3 separate regions of the Mus musculus genome follow, and regions 2 and 3 are each linked to region 1. A link is a contact called in public HiChIP or PLAC-seq and promoter capture Hi-C data. All regions are on one chromosome and are shown on one strand. The core of a region is the stretch at or near the end of the contact, and the rest is flanking DNA. Distances in the headings are between cores, read along the strand shown. Region 1 holds the start of Unc5b (unc-5 netrin receptor B). Region 2 overlaps Cdh23 (cadherin 23 (otocadherin)). Region 3 overlaps Sgpl1 (sphingosine phosphate lyase 1).

Evidence for each region. Promoter capture Hi-C pulls out the DNA fragments that hold promoters and counts their contacts. HiChIP or PLAC-seq counts read pairs in DNA pulled down with a chosen protein or histone mark.
Region 2: an H3K4me3 HiChIP or PLAC-seq map of embryonic stem cells shows a contact between it and region 1, with 9 read pairs. The contact joins the enhancer-like site here to the promoter of Unc5b in region 1. A contact is called at or near these places in 3 of 39 promoter capture datasets (the HPC-7 cell line, hippocampal neurons and pre-B cells) and 3 of 115 datasets of contacts at active chromatin or transcription factors (bone marrow-derived macrophages and embryonic stem cells).
Region 3: a contact with region 1 is called in a promoter capture Hi-C map of liver, with 2.1 times the contacts expected there. The contact joins the enhancer-like site here to the promoter of Unc5b in region 1. A contact is called at or near these places in 2 of 39 promoter capture datasets (cranial neural crest and liver), 1 of 15 datasets of contacts at CTCF or cohesin (the NIH/3T3 cell line), 1 of 484 Hi-C or Micro-C datasets (embryonic stem cells) and 10 of 115 datasets of contacts at active chromatin or transcription factors (bone marrow-derived macrophages, embryonic fibroblasts, embryonic stem cells and 5 more).

What each region holds. Positions count from the first base shown.
Region 1 is chr10:60,830,145-60,833,000 of GRCm38.p6, reverse strand. It overlaps Unc5b (unc-5 netrin receptor B), which reads left to right and starts at 1,420. Exons shown (of 17, transcript NM_029770.3): 1 at 1,420-1,914. The coding sequence starts at 1,836.
Region 2 is chr10:60,454,016-60,456,871 of GRCm38.p6, reverse strand. The region is part of intron 15 of Cdh23 (cadherin 23 (otocadherin)); the gene reads left to right. Among named protein-coding and RNA genes, the nearest start is that of Gm17455, 56 kb to the right of the region's middle. Within about 2 kb of position 1,506, at least 5 of the 459 cell types and tissues checked have an H3K27ac peak or open chromatin away from gene starts, as enhancers often do. A contact at or near this core is called in embryonic stem cells, where this site is marked.
Region 3 is chr10:61,127,445-61,130,300 of GRCm38.p6, reverse strand. The region is part of intron 2 of Sgpl1 (sphingosine phosphate lyase 1); the gene reads left to right. Among named protein-coding and RNA genes, the nearest start is that of Sgpl1, 19 kb to the left of the region's middle. Within about 2 kb of position 1,415, at least 6 of the 459 cell types and tissues checked have an H3K27ac peak or open chromatin away from gene starts, as enhancers often do. A contact at or near this core is called in hepatocytes and liver, where this site is marked.

The DNA.
Region 1 (2,856 bases), core at 171-2,670:
TTGCTCATGCTGTTCCAGGCCAGGATAAAAATAGCCCGTTTACCTTTGCCCACAGAAACCAAAGTCCTGCCTTGGGCGTTCACTCCACCCGGATTCACCCTACTGGGCCTGGGTGGCCAGCCATGATGTGGGGCGTCACCTATAGCCACAGCCTTCTATAGATCTCCAGTCTTCATTTTGTGGAGTTGGGATAGAGGGGGTGTCGAGAAATCCCGCTTTCATTGCCTCCCTCTCCCCCAAACACAGCTAGCATGGATCTTCTTGCTTCTCTGCCCTCACACCACCAACCTCTTAGTCAGCAACTATGGCTCCCAAACCTTTCTTCTCCAATCTAGGAAAAACTTGGGAATACTAGGTTCTTTTGGATACCTCCCACCCTCCCACCCTTCTACCCTCCTACCCGACTTCAGAACCTGGCTAGGCTGCTCTCTTCCTGAAGAAGAGGGCTGATCCAGATCTGCAAAGAGGAAAAGCTTAGGAGGTCAGCAGATAAGGGGTAGGGGCTGCTTCTTTATAGCATTATGGAATTAGCCCGTTAGTGGGCTCCCACATGGAAGTGCTGTGAGCTTCCTGTGAGCGGATGCACAGACATCTCCCAAGTCTCCTCTGGTCACGTAAGCTTATGGGCCCACCTCTGGGTGACAAGGACTTCCTTCAAGAACCTTGGGAAGGGATGCCACCATTTGTGCCCCCACTTTCTACCTATTTCCCACATTCTGCTCCTCAACCCCTTATGAGACAGCTAACATCATTCTTCCCCATTTCACAGGTGACAGTGATGGAGACAGCTAAGCAGCTCCTTCAAGGTCACGCGCTTAAGGAGCAGAACCAGAACCAAGTTTGTGCTCGGAGCAAAACACAGCAGCAGGTTCCCTCCCCACACACGTCCTTTTATTCAATTGGACTGGTTCACCATATCCTAGGATGAGCCATCCTTCCGGATCCCACGTAAAGAGTTCTGTCCTGGGTCGAGGAGAAAAACAGAACCAATCACGATCCTAACTCATGCCCAAATATCCACAGCTGGAACTCCCCAACTACATCCCCCGCTCCACCAGGACTTGAGTGTTTGACATTTTTTCTTAAACACCCCCATCCCCTTTTGAGACCGAATCAAAAGCGAAAGCTGATTCACACCCAAGCTAAGAAGTGTACGAATGTTTATTTCCTTTATTTTTGGAAAGAAAATCCGGTAGACTCCGCCGCTTTCAGCGGACCGGTTTTCCGGTGCTTTGGATCCTGCGTTCTTCAAGGATCCCCTCTGATAAGGCCCCAACTCGGCCGCGCCTACACAGCGGTAGGGTACCCCCCCTCGCTGGGCCCCGTGGCTCCGCCCCCGTCCTCCAGGCCCCGCCTTCTATCGCGTGAGGCCCCGCCCCGGCCCGCTGACTCTAGGGCGAGCGCGCGGCGGCGCTGGGCATTGTGGCCGGCGGCAGGGCGGGCGAGGGCGCGGAGCCGCGGGGAGCGGCAGGGCGCAGAGGGAAGCACACACCCCACTCGGACAGACTTCGCGGCGCGGCCGCTACGAGCGCCGCTGAGCGCACTCCACTGGGATCGCACAACTTCGGAGCAGGGCGCGGACGGCGCTCGCAGCGGGAGAGCGCGGAAAGGGCGCACCAGAGCCGGGATCCCCAGCGGCGTCCGACTCCCGGAGCGCTCCTAGTCGCCGGGCGGCCTCCCGGCGCTGCGCGGTTGCCTCTGCGCCTACGGAGGGCACGGGCTGGCGCTGCCGGGCGCCTGCGAGAACGGCGAGGCGGCGGCGAAGGCGAAGGCGGCGAGGCTGGGGACCGGGAAAGAACCCCGAGGGAGAGGCGCCCGGGCCGGGGGACAGGAGCATGAGGGCCCGGAGCGGGGTGCGGAGCGCGCTGCTGCTGGCGCTGCTGCTTTGCTGGGATCCGACACCGAGCCTAGCAGGTAGGTGCGAGAGGGAGTGGAACACAGGGATGCGGTCCTGGCGCGTCTCAGCGTCCAACTGCAAGTTCGGGTGGTTCTTGGCGGAGTCACTGCGCTCCGAGAACGCCGTGGACGCGTCCAAGTTAAAAGGCAGCTTCGGTGCTCGGGAGAGGGGGCGACGCGTGGCCACCTGGGGTGCCACGTAAGCTCGAAGCTCCCTGCTCCTGCCTCCAAGGGATAGTTGCTTCCCGTGGAATGGGGTCTGATTCACTTCCAAGTGACCCCTGACTATCACGGAAAAACTGTCACTGCCAGGGCCAGGTGTGTGTTCTCTGCGGTTCGCCTGCAACTTAGGTCTGAGTACAGGCTCCCGCGGGCTGCACGCGCAGCATTCTGAGGGTCGCGGACAGAGAGCAGGATACTGCGGAACCCTGGAAGCGCTTCTTCTCGGCCTTTGGGGAGCCGAGGCCCGAAGGCTTTAAGCTACTGAAGGGGGAGGGGCCGACTCCTGTACACCGTGATCTCCGGAGGTGCGGCGCGGGCGGGTATGAAAAGGTTTCGTGGTTGGTGGATTGTTTGGGGGTGAGTGTTGGCAGAGAGTGGAGGGGCGTAATGTATCTCCTTTCGACTTTGCCTATTTTCAATAGGTTATTGGTATTCTCAGTGTCCAGGTGAGCTCGCCTCTGCACTGCACCTGGACCCAGTAAAGATGCTCTTAAGAGGGTTTGGTGGACTCCTAAGTTTATAAAGTCCCCGATTCTCCTCTCATCGCGAAGATGGAAGTGTCTTGCTGGCTCTGTAGTAGCTCGGCTGGGCGTTGCAAAGTGGGCTGCGTCTTCCTTGGAAGGAAAAGTAGACACTCGCACCAACCTCTCTGGTACCCAAGCAGGTGAACTGCCGTTAGGGTGAATCGACTCCCGAAGCTGGTGCGGGGGCTGGAGGGCCACCCTAGACAAAGACCTC
Region 2 (2,856 bases), core at 257-2,756, 380 kb after region 1:
AAGGGTACCTAAGGCTGTCCCCAAAGGGGACCCCTTTGGTGGGCTCTTGGTTCATGTCCTGTTGGAGTTTGTGCGTTGGAATATGTGTGGTGGGGGGAGGGGCCAGGCTGCTGAAGGTGATTGACAGGTTCCTCTAGCTGTCAGGCTTCAGTGCTTCCTGCCACTGTTTATCTCCTTCATCTAAATATCAATCCTAAAACCAAAATAGGATGGGGTTCCGTGGTAGGACCCAGAGTTCTGAGTGGGGTGGGGCTGGGCTTGCAGGTGAGGAGGAAGTGAAGAAGGAGGCCACTGAGACTTCCAGTTTCTGGGCTGAGTTAGGGTATAAAGCCAGGGTCCCCCACCTCTACCCCTGAAGTGCACCAGCCTGGCTGATGATGGTTCTCAGAGAATCAGCCTTTCAGTGTATCTATTTTTACCAAACTGACCTATTGCTGCCAGGCTCTGCAGAGCTGCGTGCGCAGCTTCTGTCACAGGTGTCCCCAGAACCTACCAGCCTCAGGAGCTGCTGGCCACCAATCTCTGCCCCAGTGATTATTCATTTTATGTATGTGAGTACACTGTAGCTGTCATCAGACACACCAGAAGAGGGCATCAGATCCCATTACAGATGGTTGTGAGCTACCATGTGGTTGCTGGGAATTGAACTCAGGACCTCTGGAAGAGCAGTCAGTGCTCTTAACTGCTGAGCCATCTTCTCCAGCTCCTCTGCCCCAAAGTAAAAGGCAAAAGATACTCAGTAGCATCCCGGGTGATGGATCCCAGGAGTTGAGTGACTCTTGGGCACTTCATGTTTTCTATAACTATGGTTCAAACGACACAGGTCCAGGGAAGCTGGTATAGCTCACCAGGGCAGCTGAGCCATGGCTCTGATTCCACCTGTGTTGACCCCAAGCCCTGCACCCCGCTTCCTATTCAGTGTTGTTGTAGTTGCTTGAGTTCTGTAAAAGTAGGACCACCCACGGGTGACCTTGAGCGAGTACCTCACCAGGGACCTTGGTGTCCTTTTCTGGAAAACAGAAGGACTTGGCGGAGTGCTCTCTAAACCTCCCACACTGGCCTGGAATCACCTGTCCCCAGACGGTCCCCTCCTACACCTAGACTTTCAATCCGGAAGTCACCCTTCCGTAGGCTGGCCGATGATGGTTCTTGCTCAGGCCAATTGTACTAAGAACACCGGAGCAAAGAAAATGGATCCTGTGGGCAAAGGGACAGAGGATGGCTGTAAAATCGGCCAGGAGTGGAGCAAGTTCATAAACAATCACAAACCAAAGGCCTGTGCGAAGGGGCCCTGGGCTGGAGCTGGGAAGGTTCCCAGTCTGGGGGGAGGTGACTGGAGTCCCGGGCAAGGAGAGCAACCGGGGCCTCAGATGAATCCGTCTATACAGCAGCAGGAAGGACGGCTTGGGGTAAACTAAGAGGTGCGCGGGGTGTGTTTGGGAGATGTGGAGCTGGGGTGGGGCTCAGAGTTGACTGACCCAGCTGTGTAACTATGGGAGGCGTGGAAGCCATACTTCCTGCAAGCTCACCTCCCCAGTGGCTCAAAGTCCTTCTGGTGCTGACTTACCTAGTGATTGTCAGACTTTGGTATGTTTTGTTTTGTTTTGTTTTGTTTTGTTTTGTTTTGTTTTGTTTTGTTTTGTTTTGTTTTGTTTTAGAGGCAGGATCTCACTGTATAACCCTGGCTGGCCTAGAACTCACTATGTAGACCAGGCTGGCTTGAATTTATAATCTGTCTGCCTCTGCCTCCCGTTGGCTGGGTTGAAAAGCACATGCCCCACAGGGTCATTTAATTTCCTGATCCTGGGACATGCCCCAGTATTTTTCTATTCTATGCTACTACACATAATTTTTAAAAAATGTACTTGTGACCCATTAGAATCTAGGAGCCACCTTTTTTTTTTTTTTTTTTTTTTTTTTTTGCTTCCCTGGGCCTCATTGGATGAGGAAGAATTGGGGGAGGGGTAGACATTAAATCCAGGAGTGTCCAATCTACAGCCTGTGCGTTGCAAAAGCATGCATATGCTTCTGTTACATGAGATTAGATTACAACAAGGCATTTTCATCTATGAAATTTGTGCCTGTGAAACACATAATCAAATTACAGAGGGAAAAATTACACACACACACACACACACACACACACACACACACACACACACCTCTAAAGGGGCCACAAGATGGCTGTCACCTTGTATAACAGATCCAAAGTAGATCTCTGTTTACCCTCCTCACTGGCTTCCCAGCAGAACTCAGAATCAGAGCTTCAGCCTGCCAGCCATCTTCCCACCAGCCGAGAGCCCAGACTGGACAGAAGTCTTCTGTGAGCTCCCACTGTGTGTGCTAAGTCTTTACAACCTACAATTGGAAGATTCTAGTCTTGGACTGGCTGAATGATGAGGAACATTTTGCTCCGTAAGCCTCAATCCCCCTCTCTCAGCATCTGCAAAATGAGGATGCTGTTGGCTCTTCTGTCTTCTAGGCTGGGTTTAGAAGACTGGACGCCTCCAGTCTTTTAGGCTGTTCTGACAGCTAGGTGGGAAGGAGGTGGGGCAGGGGAAGAGAATGGGAAGCCAAAAGGTCATGAGTCTGAGGCAGAACTGTTTCTTGGCCCCTAACAGGTACAAGATGCTAATCCCCCAAAAACCCTGGGTTAAAAACCCAGAAGAGTAAAGGACCTGGAGATACAGATCTCTGCTGAGCTCAGATCTGGGGTGATACATTCTCCCAGCCATGAACTCTGACCTTAATTTTTCATGTCATGTGGGACTGTAAAATCGGTTAGGGCTCGGCAGGTGGAGTGATGGAGATGTCAGGCAGGCAATTGGGTGGGCATTTAATCTATCAGATATGAGG
Region 3 (2,856 bases), core at 166-2,665, 300 kb before region 1:
AATGATTTATTTCTTGCCAAGGGAATAGTAGTTTTTCTTATGTTAGTGTTTATACTTAGGGCTTTATGTATGCTAAGGCAAGGGCTCTGTCACTTCTATCCCTTTCTTTGCAGGATTTCAAAGTAGAAGATTCAAATTTTCTCTAGTATCTGTCCAAGGAGTAAATATTAGGAACATTTGATCTAGTTGACCTGATGGATATGACCTGGTGGATTAATATGGCAGATTTAGCACTTCTTGAGGAAGCTTGGTGAATTTACTTTCCTTCCTTCTCAAGAGCTGGATAATTGGGTCTCAGTAATATAAGTGGGTTGTTGGCTATTTCCCTAAAAAGAAAGAGATGGGGAAAGGGTCCTCCAGTTCTCCTTACCCCTCCTTTGTACTAGGAATTGAACCTAGGGCTAGTCAAGTGTTCTACTTGACTTAACTACAGTCTCAGCTCTCTCACCTTTCTGTTTTTATTAATTTATTTTGAGACGGAGTTCACTAAATTGCCCAGGCTGGTCTTGAACTTGTGTTCCTGTTGGAAAATCAGTGTTTCTGGGCCTTCTGCACTAAGTTAACTTCTAGTGGGGTATTCTTAGGTAATATTGATGTACTCCATTGGTTTAGTAGAGAGTAGTGAACAAGAAGTTATTCTTATGTGGGCTTGAGCTGAGGGGAAACACATTTAAAGATTAGTTTGTGAGCCTTAGCTTCTTCATTATTAAAATGAAGATTAGAATAGATGGGCTTTGAGATTATTTTAAATGGTAACTTTTTATGACTTTGAAGTAAATAATTAAAAAAAAATAAAAATTTTTATCTGGCTGATGTTTGCCTGTATGGATATTTGTGCACCACATGTGTACCTGTGGAGGCCAGAAGAGAGTGCCTTCTCTCCTGAAACTAGAGTTACATACTTTCGGCTGTGAGTAGCACCCGTGTGTGGTTGCTGGGAACTGAACCTGGTTCCTCTGCAAGCAGCAAGCTTTCCTAACTGCTGAGCTTTCTCTAGTCCCCAGAGTACTTTATGAATTAATTTCCGTTTCTTTTAGAATCAGTAGCAGGTGTGTAAGTTTGCAGTTTGAGAAAGCCATGTGCAGAGTACTTGGCTTGTGTAGATATCATTCTGGCCATTTGGCAGTGTTATCTATCTTGGTTGGGGGCAGGGGTAGTGAAGCTGTGGGTCCTAGCTTTGGCCATTAGGATAAGTGAGATGGGAGAAACTATGAGAACTGCAGGTGTTGAACCAATGGATCTTCTGGTTTGCACCACTGATGGTTTGATTCTGAAGAACAGGTGATAGGAAATAAAATGAAACAGGCTTGTATCCCCCCCCCAAGCCTATTTTGCAACATGATCCTTGGATCTCAGTATCTTTGCTTATGAAGGACATGATCTGCTCTGATGACCTGAGATATGGTGACTTGTGACTTATCAGTTGAGTATACAGAGTTCAAATGACTGGCCTTTCATTTCCATATTCAGTCTGAAGCCATTGTGCCCTGCACAGCTTCTGTGGTAAAGATGTAAAAATTCTAGGATCTTGTGGAACACATGTTTTAAAGGATATAAGTATTATAATTATTTCACTATAGTTGACTAAGTGTTGAATTCCTAACATGGTAAAGTTGTTCTTTCAGACACTCTAGCAGATAGGAGGTTAATATCCAACTTATTTGTATTCTTACTAGCACTGGAAGACCATGGATTAAAATACTTGAACTGTTCTCTCTCGCTGGGTTTAGTGCTTTGCTTTAGGTCAGACTAAATCACAGTGCCCCTAGGCTAATGCAGTTTGGTAGTGACTGAATCATAAGAAATGACTGAATCAAGGCATGCTAGATATTTAGCATATTAGAAGTTCAAAGAAGACATTGTACTGTGGTGTAAGGATCAACTTTCTGTTGGAAAGTAGCTTTCCCAAAACTCTAATTTTATAGTAGTAATCTATAAAGCTCAGGAAAATCATTACCATTTGAATGTCTTCCTGGGTTAGTGATTAATTTACTCTCTGCCTGATGTCTCAGCTATGGCCAGATGTGTGCTTTCAGACAAACAGGCAATTTGAGAGGTAGCTAGCTTATGTGTACTTTAATTTTGACCATGCAATCTTAGTTTATGTTCCATTATTTAAAAACAAATAGCCAGTTGTGGGAGACAGTAGTAAGGGTTAAGTGTTAGATTGGGATTGATTGACGCAATATGAAAATAAAAGAATAGATCACTGCGGAAGCTGATTGTTCTTAAATCATAACAATAAAGGACAACAGTGGAATGGAGACTGTGCCTAGGTACTGGGGCTTGGAACTTTTTAGGACAGAAAAGGGAATTTTGGGGGTGGAAGATTCCACATGCAGAGCTGATCACCTGCAGTTTCAAGGTTATAAATACCAGTGGAAATTGGTATGTTGATTTCTTATAATGAGTCCATGGATCCTAACATCTTGAAGATTATCAACTTTCCTGTCCAGAGTTTCTCAACTCTGGTTTTAGGTTATTAACCCTTATTAGATTCTTGTGCCAGTGGATACTGGTAGGTGGTTAGGTCATAATACAACTATTTACAACTTTAATTAGATGTGAATGGTACCGTATAGCTAAAATAGAGTCTGCCCTGAACATAAATTATAAACAGAAAGCTCTTGAGGTACTATTGAATGCAGTGTGTTATGCAGTTAGCCCAGGGACACTGAACATTGAAAGAAGACTAGAAAGGTTAGGATTGTAGCTCAATGGTAAAGTCTACGCCTGGTATGCAAGAAGATCTTGATTCAGTCCCCAGAACTCTAATAACAACAGAGAGAGGGAAGGGCTTTGAATATTGAGTTAGAAAACCTAGGCTTCTGGCCTTTTATTCTGTTTCAAGCCTTT